Regions from separate parts of the Mus musculus genome. Here all the other regions are linked to region 2. Evidence: chromatin contacts called from public HiChIP or PLAC-seq data. All regions are on one chromosome and are shown on one strand. Each heading gives the region's core, a stretch centred on a gene start, on an enhancer-like site or on the middle of the called end of the contact. The rest is flanking DNA. Distances are from core to core; before and after follow the strand shown.

What was found. HiChIP or PLAC-seq counts read pairs in DNA pulled down with a chosen protein or histone mark.
Region 1: a contact with region 2 is called in an H3K27ac HiChIP or PLAC-seq map of heart atrium, with 5 read pairs. The contact joins two enhancer-like sites. A contact is called at or near these places in 1 of 115 datasets of contacts at active chromatin or transcription factors (heart atrium) and 2 of 9 other capture datasets (embryonic stem cells and liver).
Region 3: an H3K27ac HiChIP or PLAC-seq map of heart atrium shows a contact between it and region 2, with 11 read pairs. The contact joins two enhancer-like sites. A contact is called at or near these places in 1 of 15 datasets of contacts at CTCF or cohesin (CD8 T cells), 12 of 484 Hi-C or Micro-C datasets (CD4 T cells, the HL-1 cell line, the N1E-115 cell line and 9 more), 2 of 115 datasets of contacts at active chromatin or transcription factors (embryonic stem cells and heart atrium) and 4 of 9 other capture datasets (adipose tissue, embryonic stem cells, liver and 1 more).

The regions. Positions count from the first base shown.
Region 1 is chr13:12,312,207-12,316,014 of GRCm38.p6, forward strand. All of the region lies in intron 1 of Actn2 (actinin alpha 2), which reads right to left. The region is part of intron 3 of Gm40667 (a long non-coding RNA gene); the gene reads left to right. Among named protein-coding and RNA genes, the nearest start is that of Gm40667, 4.4 kb to the left of the region's middle. Within about 2 kb of position 1,610, at least 2 of the 459 cell types and tissues checked have an H3K27ac peak or open chromatin away from gene starts, as enhancers often do. A contact at or near this core is called in heart atrium, where this site is marked.
Region 2 is chr13:12,194,804-12,198,219 of GRCm38.p6, forward strand. Mtr (5-methyltetrahydrofolate-homocysteine methyltransferase) reads right to left here. Exons shown (of 33, transcript NM_001081128.3): 27 at 3,110-3,185; 28 at 435-590. Among named protein-coding and RNA genes, the nearest start is that of Gm10336, 10 kb to the left of the region's middle. Within about 2 kb of position 1,423, at least 40 of the 459 cell types and tissues checked have an H3K27ac peak or open chromatin away from gene starts, as enhancers often do. A contact at or near this core is called in heart atrium, where this site is marked.
Region 3 is chr13:12,282,452-12,286,111 of GRCm38.p6, forward strand. Actn2 (actinin alpha 2) reads right to left here. Exons shown (of 21, transcript NM_033268.4): 13 at 64-172. Among named protein-coding and RNA genes, the nearest start is that of Gm40667, 25 kb to the right of the region's middle. Within about 2 kb of position 1,565, at least 13 of the 459 cell types and tissues checked have an H3K27ac peak or open chromatin away from gene starts, as enhancers often do. A contact at or near this core is called in heart atrium, where this site is marked.

The DNA.
Region 1 (3,808 bases), core at 360-2,859, 120 kb after region 2:
TTTCCTGCCAAAACCAGATTAGAAATGCTTTGGGCAGCTGCTGGCTAAGAATGCAAACTGTCCCCTGTCACAACAGCTGCTGGGCTTAAGAACAGAGTGCCTGGCACGATAAATGGGGAGGGTAGGCAGGGAGCACCCGAGGAGGTTCTTGTACTCACAATGAGACAAATCGGCCTCTCCTAAACAGACTGCTTCCAAACGGGGCCAGAAAAAGCACGGTGCCCATAAAAACAATTTTCCAAGGTAATAAAGAGGAGTTTCGAAGTTAGCAGTCACCCCGCTCGAGAATTACTATAAAACGGATATAAATTCAACGACAAAACATGTAAGCATTTTCTCAGATTTAGAGACATCAAATTGTCCCAAGAGTCTAAATGAATAAATACTTCTCCTAAACATGCTTGAGCTTTAGAAATCAACATGGAAGCCCCTGCAGACCTGGACCCCAACAAGGTGGCCTTCTCTGGTTCCAAGTAGCTACTGAAACTTAAGCTGATTAAGGGAAAGTAAACTCAAATGTAGCCTCTAAGGGACGCCAGCATCTTTCAATTGCTCGCTATGGAGCGGTCCAGCCATGAGCATCCCAGACATGAGCATCCCAGCATTGTTATAGACAGTGACCTTGCTATGGAAAGGTAAGATGACTACAAGAACATTACTTAAGAGTCATCCGGTCAATTATATGGACTTAGGCTCTGGACGGTGTTGTTCATTTGGTGGAGTGCCTGGCATGCATTAGTTATGAGTTTGGTCTTCAGTACCAAATAAAAACAGGGTCTAACCCGAGCACTTGGGAGGTAGAAGCAGGAGAATAAGGATTTCAAGGGCATCTGTGGCTACATTCAGAATTCGAGGCCAGCCTGGGCAATAAGAGACTCTACCAAAAATAAATAAACAAAACAACAACAAAAGTCAGGGGCAGCAATATGGCTCAGCAGGAAAGGAGTTTGCCATCAAGACCGATGACTTAAAATTTCTGAGATTTGGGCTGGTGAGATGGCTCAGTGGGTAAGAGCACCCGACTGCTCTTCCGAAGGTCAGGAGTTCAAATCCCAGCAACCACATGGTGGCTCACACAACCATCTGTAACAAGATCTGACTCCCTCTTCTGGTGTGTCTGAAGACAGCTACAGTGTACTTACATATAATAAATAAATAAATCTAAAAAAAAAAAAAGTATTTTCAAAAAAAAAAAAAAATTTTCTGAGATTTCTGAGATCCACATGGTAGGAGAAAATCAATCCCTGCAAGATGCCCTTTGACCTCCATATATACACCATGGCTTGTGCATGTTCGTGCTCAGACACACACACACACACACACACGCCACTTCGAAAATTTAAAGAATTTTTAAGAAACAACATTACAAAACAACAAAACTACCTGACAAGTTGCTCTCATTTAACTGATAGCATCAAGATTAATTATATATGTGTGTGGTCTTATAGAATACCAAATCTTGAGAGAAAAACATAACAATGTAGACATTTGTAGAGTTGCTTTTATTTAGGCTCTACTTGAAAAAGAACAAGCTATGGTACTTGGTATCTTATCACTTAGTTCCGTTGACAGTCAGAGTGTCAGAAGCACTTCTGGAGATAGCCCCAAAGCTGCCCATGACATCAGCACAGGCTTCTAATCCCCCATGGAATGCTGTGAGGACCACTCTGATAAGTCTTTTCTTGGGCATACCTACCAGTGGAGGTTTCCTATCTCATATATTACTCAGTTGTGTGAGTCCTGAGAATGAGCGTAATCTAAGATGCCAATGTGTTCAGCAGGGCGCAGCCCCAAAGAGTAACACCTGTCTTTAATGAGTTCCCCAAAGCACCAACAAAAGGGGTTACAGGGGATCATAGAAAGGGGGCTCAGATGGCTCCAGGGTAATTGCAAAGAAAAGGCCACTGAACACTGCATACGGAAATGGAATTATAAGGCTTCTTACAATGTTTAACTGTCATTCTATTTGCAGTTTTCATTGTCACAGACTAGAAACACTGTTTCATCACAGAGACTTCTGGGAAAAGTGTTTGGATCCTTAGGATGCACAAGATAGCAACAAAGCTCTGCGACCTTCGGAAGCCTTCCTTGTAGGCATCCTTGCTTAGCGATATACTAATACACAGCAATATATATATCTAAGGTCCAAAGGTCCATGGGAATGGAACCTTGGAACGCTCACATAGCCACGGAGGTTAAGAACACCTTACTCCAGGAAGCACCTGAGGACTAGATTGCTTAGCCAGATGCCCAGTCTGAAAAGATGTTCAAGTTTCCCATCCCACAGGTGCCTGGCCAATCCAAGATCTCCTCCATCTTCCCTCCAGCTCAAACGCTCTTCCACTTTGCTATTATTCCCTTTCCTCTGTATACCTAGTGGTAAATCCAAGCGTTTTAGATATCTCAAAAGGGGTACTTAGTTAGCTAAGCACAGTGGCATGTCAATGCAATCCCAGTCACTTGTGAGGCTGAGGCAGGAGGATCATAAATACAAGGTCAGGCTGGGCTACATACCAAGGGCCAGAGTCAAAAAAGGGGTGTGAGGTAGGCATAAGAACATGTTGGAAGGAGGGTTTGGGGAGACAGTCCAGGGAATGAAAGCAATAGCTAAGCCTGGGACCCATATGGCAGGAGGAGAAAACTGACTTCTAAAGGTTGTTCTCCAATTCACCCTCTCTCTCTCTCTCTCTCTCTCTCTCTCTCTCTCTCTCTCTCTCTCACACACACACACACACACAGGCGCATGCACACACACATGCACACAAACATGTGCACACGTGTAATATTAAAACAAACAAAAAAAGAATTCAGAGTCAGCCACAAAGAGAAACCCCAAACCATCTATTCCCCAGAAATGAAAGACAATCCACGCTAGTCTTTACCGGCTCCAAAGAAACTAAGGTTGAAGTTCCAGAGATACAAGAGAGAAAAGTAGAGTGCAGACACTGCCTCTGTGGGTGTGAAGGTCAATCACATTGACTGGGTTTGGAATGAGATGCACTGTTGCGCATGCCTGTGAGGGCCAGGGACGAAGAAGACGCTCCCTGACTGTGAGGGGCAGCATCCCAGGGTTAGAGCCCCAAACTGAATAAAAACAAAAGGGGGAAAGAGGAAAATGAGAAGGCAAGCTGAAAGCCAATATCCCTCTATGCTTCCTGAATGAGCATGTGACTGGCCACCTCCTGCTCCTGCATCTGGGTGTCTGTCATGTGCTTTGTCACAGCAAAGAGATGCTAGGTGTGGCACTTGGGCAACTGGAGTAAACGCAGAATCCCTTTCTACAACACAAAGAAACACACACACACACACACACACACACACACACACACACACCAGGTGCTTTATGAAACACACACACACACACACCAGGTGCTTTGTGAAACACACACACACATACCCCAGGTGCTTTGTGAGCAGAAGCTGGCTTCTCTTTCCAACGATGGTCATCCCTGGACTCAGATGAGAGCTCTCCAAGCCCAGGGAGCCGCAGAGTTGGGCCAAGGTTCTGGCCCTGTTCTGGTAACCTGTCAGTCACTGGCTTTCATTTGGCAGGACTGCAGAACACTCAGACCACAATGGTCCTTACTTCTGCCATATAGTCCTGAACTTGACCCAGAGGAAAATGCTCCTCAAACCCTGTGACATGGCAGCTGATGGTCAGCTGAGAGCACGTGTGAGAGAGGACGGTTCATTTAAAAGCAGCAAAGGCCCATCCATCTTTCACAAGGGATTTGAATCCACTGCCTTTCCCACAGTGAAATTGTAACACAGAACAATGCGGTTACTTAGTGGTGAGCACAACTTAGCT
Region 2 (3,416 bases), core at 173-2,672:
TCCAGGAAGCCCACTCTAATCTCCTGTTGGAGTTCTAGCCCCTCTTCTTATGTGAGTGGGATCCCAGGCAGAGCCCTTAGCAAGAGTCGAGCATCAGCCCAGAACAAACCTAGGACTGTCAGCTCCACTGTAGTCAATCAGGTACTAAACCTCAAGATAGCTCCTTTTTTTTCTTTTTTTTTGCCTCTCTGCCATGCAGAGACCAGTGTGTAACTGATGTCAGTAAGTACATTTATTTGAAGAAAATGTTAATAAAAGGGCACATTTACCTGACATGATAAGGGCAAGCAAACACTGAAATGCTCGTGTGAAAGCTGAGTGGTGAGTCACGTGGAAGCAGCTGTATCCTGTACAAACTAAACACTTAGTGCCTTCCCTCAAACCACTCCGAATCACAACACATCGTGAACACCAGGCAGGCAGGACTTACTAACCTACTGCTTTGTCATTAAATATCTTGGGAAATCCTCGGTTCGGGTACTTGCCCCGGAGCTGCCAGACGTCAAAGAAAGGCTTCCAGTCAATGTAGTCCACCAGCTTTTGCAGGTTGTAGTCCTCAAAGACCTGGGTCCCAATAAACGTGGGCTTCACTAGAGGAGAGGCACAGCTGTCAGCGTTGGCACAGCAGCTGGGAGAGCACTCACACCAACACACACTGAGGTGTCCTCTGCTGCTCCTCACTCCACAGCGCACTCCCACACCTGCTTCCCTCCTGTCACCCGTAGGAGTTGTCTTACCAAGAACAGAACTTTCAATTACTGTGGAAAAGGAATTTTCCCATGCAGCTGACTGACTGCTGGAAACTTCCCTCCACCCTTCTAGCCCCACCATAGCCAAGAAAAAAGGAAGCCTTGAGTTCATCCCTGAGTATACAGACGGTCAGAGTGTTAAAGACCACTGCAGAAGCAGAAGGGCTTGTGTAATACACTACTCGTATCAGGTTTACAAACATGAACCAAGAGCCTTGCCTGCACAGTCATTCTCTCTCTCTTTCTCTCTCTCTCTCTCTCTCTCTCTCTCTCTCTCTCTCTCTCTCTCTCACACACACACACACACACACACACACATACACACACACACACAGAGTAGGGACATATACTGAAATGAGTTCCCTACTCTGCAGGGGAGGGACAAATACAGGACCTCCACTATGAATAAATACCCGATTTTAAAAAAAAAAAGGAGTCATAAATCATTTCTTAGATTGTATAATGGAAATAGAGGGGTGTTCAGAAATTGTCCTTTATATCCAAGCCTGAAACATACCATAACATACATGATTCTGGGGCCTCTATAGGCAGACTGTGCTCCAGCCATTTCAGGACACCAAGGACAAAATGCCACATGGATACTGGGCCAGAGGCCAAGGTACCAGTGCTACTGCCAACTCTGAATGGCCATGTCTCCCTGTGACTAGGGATCTGAGGACTGGCTGTTCCACTGTTAGCAGCTGCTCTGAAGAACACCGGCCTCTCAGGAAGCAAGGGGAGAGCGGAGGAGCTCTTAACTAGAATCTCTGCCTTCCTGCACCGCAGTGACTCCTCCCATCTGTTCTGCCATCTTCCCATGATTCACAACTGCCCCTCTTTTCAACCACCATTGAACAGCTTTGTTAACAAAGTCTGGATAGTCTTCTTAGGAGAGAAACTGAAGAGAGACCACTGACACTCCAGACTTAAAGAGGCCTCTTGTTACAGTGGCCTGCAGCTGTGGAGCTGCTGAGGGCAGGGCTACTCTTGATCAAGCTTCATGCCCAGAATCCTGGGGTTGTTGCTTCAGGCTCTTCTTCCCAAGGTCTAGAGAGAGAAAGCTGTCCTTTTTAGGGTTTGATGTCCTATAGCTCCCTGAAGATAACTGGAATAGCCTCAAAACATGGGAAGGCCATACCTTGAGACCCGCATCCTTCAGGCAGTAAGGTAGATAGAGCCGAGTGATGCATCATATGGGGGTTAAAAAAGGCAACCCAAGAAGTATCTCCACCACTACCAGGAGCCACAGCCCTTTTAGGATCGACAACTTGCCCTGACGCCTCTAGACCAACGTTTAGAGTAAAGATAAACAGTAAATAAAGACCCACAGCATGGACTCTGCTCTAGTGATTTCTAGGTCTTCAAAGGTTTTCACATTAGTATCTAATTTTACCCTTTGAACATTTCCTTAAAGTAATCCCCCTTTACACAACGGAGCTTGTAAAAATGCAGAAGACAGACACTCAAGGTCACAACAGTGAATCAGAGCCAGGAGCCAAGTAGGGACAAGCACTCGGGCCTCCAGCTCCCAGTCTGGCACTCTTTCCACTAAACCACCCTGAACCCAGCAGGAGTGAAATCAGAACTGAGCACACCTACATTTGCAATTTCATCTCAACTCTGCAGAGCATGTGTAGAGCACAGATGTCATGAGCACTGAAAGCGGATTTCAGACATTACCTTGAAAATACGGATTCTGCTAACAGAACCCCCTTTCACCCTGTCTTGGTTTTGCATTTGTATCTCATGTCTCTCTGAGCCTGTCAAAACATCTTACGCATATTATTCCCTTGTGAACACCTATGTGAGGTAAGAAAAGTAGCTAGAAATAAAACAGGAAGAAACCACATAACAGAAATTAAAAGGGAAGCATCCAGAGACAGAACAAGAAAGTGAAAAGGGACCCAGCTTTGCTGCAGAGTCTCTCAAGACCTGTAAGTGCAAGGCCATTTTATATTTCAGACATTCCAAGCCAAGTCTTTGGCCTGCATGCAACTCAGGTCAGTTGAGAAGTCCCACTCAAGCACAGCACAGGCTACAGAAGATAAACCTGATACTAGAAACCTGACAGTCATTCCAGTTACTATCTGAAATTCCCTTCTCTTCAGTTAAAATGGACACAATAGCCATGCTTGGTACAGAGTCATCAAGGACTCAGTATACTATGATGAATCCATCTCACAACAGTGGTGGCACTCAGTAGGTCTTCCTATCTACTTTCTTTTCCATTGGTGGAGTGGCTCATATGACACACAACTGAGAAGTTCTCACTGCAGGCTCCTTTGTAGCCAAGCACTGCAACACGTCCTAGACACTGTCAGTTATCACACTTAGCTGTGAGTCCAGCAGCAGCCACAGACCTGGATGAGGTTCAGAGAGCCAATCAATGTGGAAACCGTGTTTTCTGGCTTGACTTAGGGGTACGTATTTTCTCTCCTGTTGAAGAAAATAGTCAGAATCACTTAGCTTTTCTATCTCTACAATGAAAACATGGCCACGGAAGCTGATGTAGAAGCTTTTGCAAACGAGACAAATAACCAAATAAACAAAACAGAACCCTTTTAAAAGAAAATCCCTACCCTTTCCCACCCACTGTGGCTTCACACTGCCACTAGAAGAGGAGACAGTAAAGAGTGACATGTGTTTACTAGCTCCACATTGTGGTTC
Region 3 (3,660 bases), core at 315-2,814, 88 kb after region 2:
CACTGATTCAACTATGGAGCCTCTGTAGGAGTTTTCAAGGCAAGAAGCGCTCAAGGCTCTCACCTCCAAGGCCTCCCTCCTCTTCTGGGTGAGCGTCCCCAATCTATCCCACTGGTCGCAAATTTTCTGGCACCGATCATTGACGTTCACAGCATCGTGATAGTCCAGTTCACTGTGGAAAGCAAGAAAGAAAGATGAATCCTCCCAAATGGTGTGAGGGAAATGGACACAAGCTGGAAATAAACAGGGAAGAGATGTGTGTGTGTGTCTGTGTACGCATGCGTGTGTACACACACACACACACACACACACACGTGTATACAAATGTATGTGTGAACAAATGTACACTCATATATGTGCACGTGCACTTGGAGACCATAGGTAAACCCTGGGTATTTCTGTCAGTCATTAAACTCCATTAAACTCCCAACTTTTTTTTTTTTTTTTTTTTTTTGAGATAGAGTCTTCTAGTAGCCAGGGCTTTGCATTATTCAGCTAAGCTGTCTCCTATCGAGCGCTAAGCATCTACCTGTACCTGTCTCCCCGGAGCTGAAATGAAAAGAACATACCATCATGCTCATTAATATATATTTTAGTGTGTGCGTGTGCACGCGTGCCTGTAGAGGTCAGAAGAGGATGACGGATCCCTGGAGCAGGGGTTATAGACAGTTGTAAGCCGCCTAACATGGATTCTGAAAACTGAAAACCCGTGTCCTCAGCAAGGTAGGTCATGAAGCACTCTTAGCCACTGCGTCAGCTCCCCAGCATCTGTACCGGGGTTTTAAACATGGGTTCTGGGGGATTGAACTTATGTCCTCAAGTGGCAGCCATCTCCTATTATCCAGTCCCCATCCCCATGCCTTTTTTTTTTTTTTTTTAAAGATCCAGTAGAAAACCCAGAGGGAGGCTAGTGAGAGCAACCACTAAGATAACCTGCCACCAAGCTTGACAGGTGAATTTAATCCCTAATATTAATATTGTCTTCTGACTGCCACAGATGTGCTAATTTAATTACTCCTTGACCCAGACAAGGGGATCCCTGGGGCCCAGCAGGCAGCCAGCAGAGCTGAATCATTCAAGCTCTTGCCCATTAGGAAATTCTATATCATTTTTTAAAAATGCAGAGAGTGACCTGCTGAAGACACTTGAGACTGGCCTCTAACCTCTGGCCTCCACATCACTTCAGGGATTCCCGACCCCTACCCCCCCCACATACACATACACAAAATACGAAGGCCACTGAAAACTGGTAGGGCATTTCAGGGTTTCCTGAATTGTCCCCAGTGAAAATAGTATCGCTTGGAACAAATTATAAGAATTAATACAAATCCTGTTAAGTCAACAGTTTTCAAAATGGCACTGTCTTCTTAATGCCTCTGGCTCACTTTCTCTTCCTGTGTCCTCTGAGGCCTCCTGAGAGCATGACTTTTAAATGGAAACAACAAGGGGAGCCAACTATCTGACCCAGGTGGCTGGAACATTAAAATGAGTCACAGGGAAGGAGGTGTCCACTTGCAGGGTTCTGTGTCCTTGGCGCCTCTAGAAGGGCATGCAGCTTGCTGCCTTCTGAGTGACCCATCCAGGAGAAGGCTGTGACATCACCCAGCACAGAAAGGCTTCTAAAACTGGGCAGGCTGGAGCTCTTCCATTTATGGACAACGACTCTTTGGACTGTTGGATGCCACCAGTGTGGTAGAAAGAAAGAACAACACAAAACAAAAAGCTTGAGTAAAACTTAACCTCATCTCGGGGGTAAATGTCTGAGTCCTGCTTAAAAAGTAACCACCCTGCCAGGTTTTAGAGGAGAGCAGGAACTGTGGAGATCAGAAGACATGTGTACCAGGCTTCTCTGAAAACAGCCTGAGATTAGAGAACTTTCCAGAAGTGCCCTGCTCCCCTGAAAACCACTTCCTTGGGGCTTCAGTTTTATTTATTTATTTATTTATTTATTTATTTATTTATTTATTTATAAATGTGCGCGTGTGTGTGTGTGTGTGCCGCACTAAGTGCACAGAGGTCAGAGGACAACTTACAAGTGTGAGGCTGTCAGTCCTCTCCTTGTGCCGTGTGGGTCCTGGGGATTGACCTCAGGCCGTCAGGAGGAGCATCGGGAACCGTTACGCTCTAGCTCAGAGACCCTCTGCTTTTTCTTTTTTCATACACTCGCCTGTGTTTACTGACTTTGCTGTTTCTTTTGCTGAGCAGAGCAAATACATCTGAGTGTTAGCTGAGTGTTCTTCCAGAACATTCTGAGAGCGACAGAAGCTCCCTGTCACCTCGTTAGAGCTCGTCCAGTCCTTAAGAGCAGCCACCGGCTATCTACAAACACACGCTTTTCACGTAACCAAAGTTGGCTTGGATCTTATGTCTACTTTGTGTATAAACCAAAAAACAAATCCAGCAACTGCCCCCTAGGCAACTATGCTATGCTGATATAAAGTGGCAAGGCAGTAGACCTGTAACCTACAAGCCTTGCCCAGAAATTTCTGGATGTTTCCATCTGATATGTCCCTTGTGGCCTCATGTTTTGAATGCTTGGTCCCTGGCTAGTTGCATGGATTTGAAGAAAGTGGAGCACTGTGGTGTAAGTGAGTTACAAAGGGTGGACTTTAGAGGGTCAGACTCAACTCTGGTTCTACTCTGGGTTTGTTGGCTATGGTGGTTCAAATATACTTGGCCCATGGGAAGTAGCATTTTTAGGGGGAGTGGCCTTGTTGGAGGAAGTGTGTCACTGTGTAGGTGGGCTTTGAGGTCTCCTAGTGTTCAAGTTCTGCCTAGTGTGAAACAGAGCCTCCTCCGGGCTGCCTGCGGGAGACAGTCCCCTTCTGCTACCTGATAATCAAGATGTAGAACTCTCAGCTCCTTCAGCACCATGTCTGCCTGCACTCTGCCTTACTTCCTGCCATGATGATAATGGACTGAACCTTTGAAACTGTAAGGCAGCCCCAATTAAATGTTTACCTTTATACGAGTGTGTCTCTTCACAGCGATGAAACCCTAACTAAGGCTCTGCCTGTTATCATGTCAACTTGACACAACCTAGAGTCATCTAAGAGGAGAGAGCAACCTCAGTCAATGAATGGCTCTAGAAGACTGGGCTGTGGGCAAGCCTGGAGGACGCTTTCATTTGCTTGCTTGCTTTCTTATTTGTTTTGTTGTTGTTTGTCTGAGACAGGGTAGTGTGTGTGTGTGTGTGTGTGTGTGTGTATAGTCATGGATGGCTGTCCTGGAACTCACTCTATAGATCAAGCTAGCCTCAAACGCAGAGATCCACCTGCCTCTGCCTCTAAAGTGCTGGGAGAAAAGTGTGTATGTCCATTGTCCAGCTGTACTTCCTTGATTAACAACTGATGTGGGAGGGCCCAGCCCATTGTAGGTAGTGATTCTGGGATACATTAAAAACAAAACAAAACAAACAAACAAAAACAACCACTTAGAGGCTGAAGAGATAGCTTAGTCATTAAGAGCACTTGTCACTCTTACAAAGGACCTAGGTTCAAATCCCAGTGCCCACATGGTTGTTTACAACCATTCCTGACTCCTGTTTCCAGGGGATCCAGTGCCCTCTTCCACTTGTCATGGTTACCAAGTATGTAAGCAGTACACATACACACATATACACAAACCAAACACTCACGCATAAAAGAAAAGCTCATACTA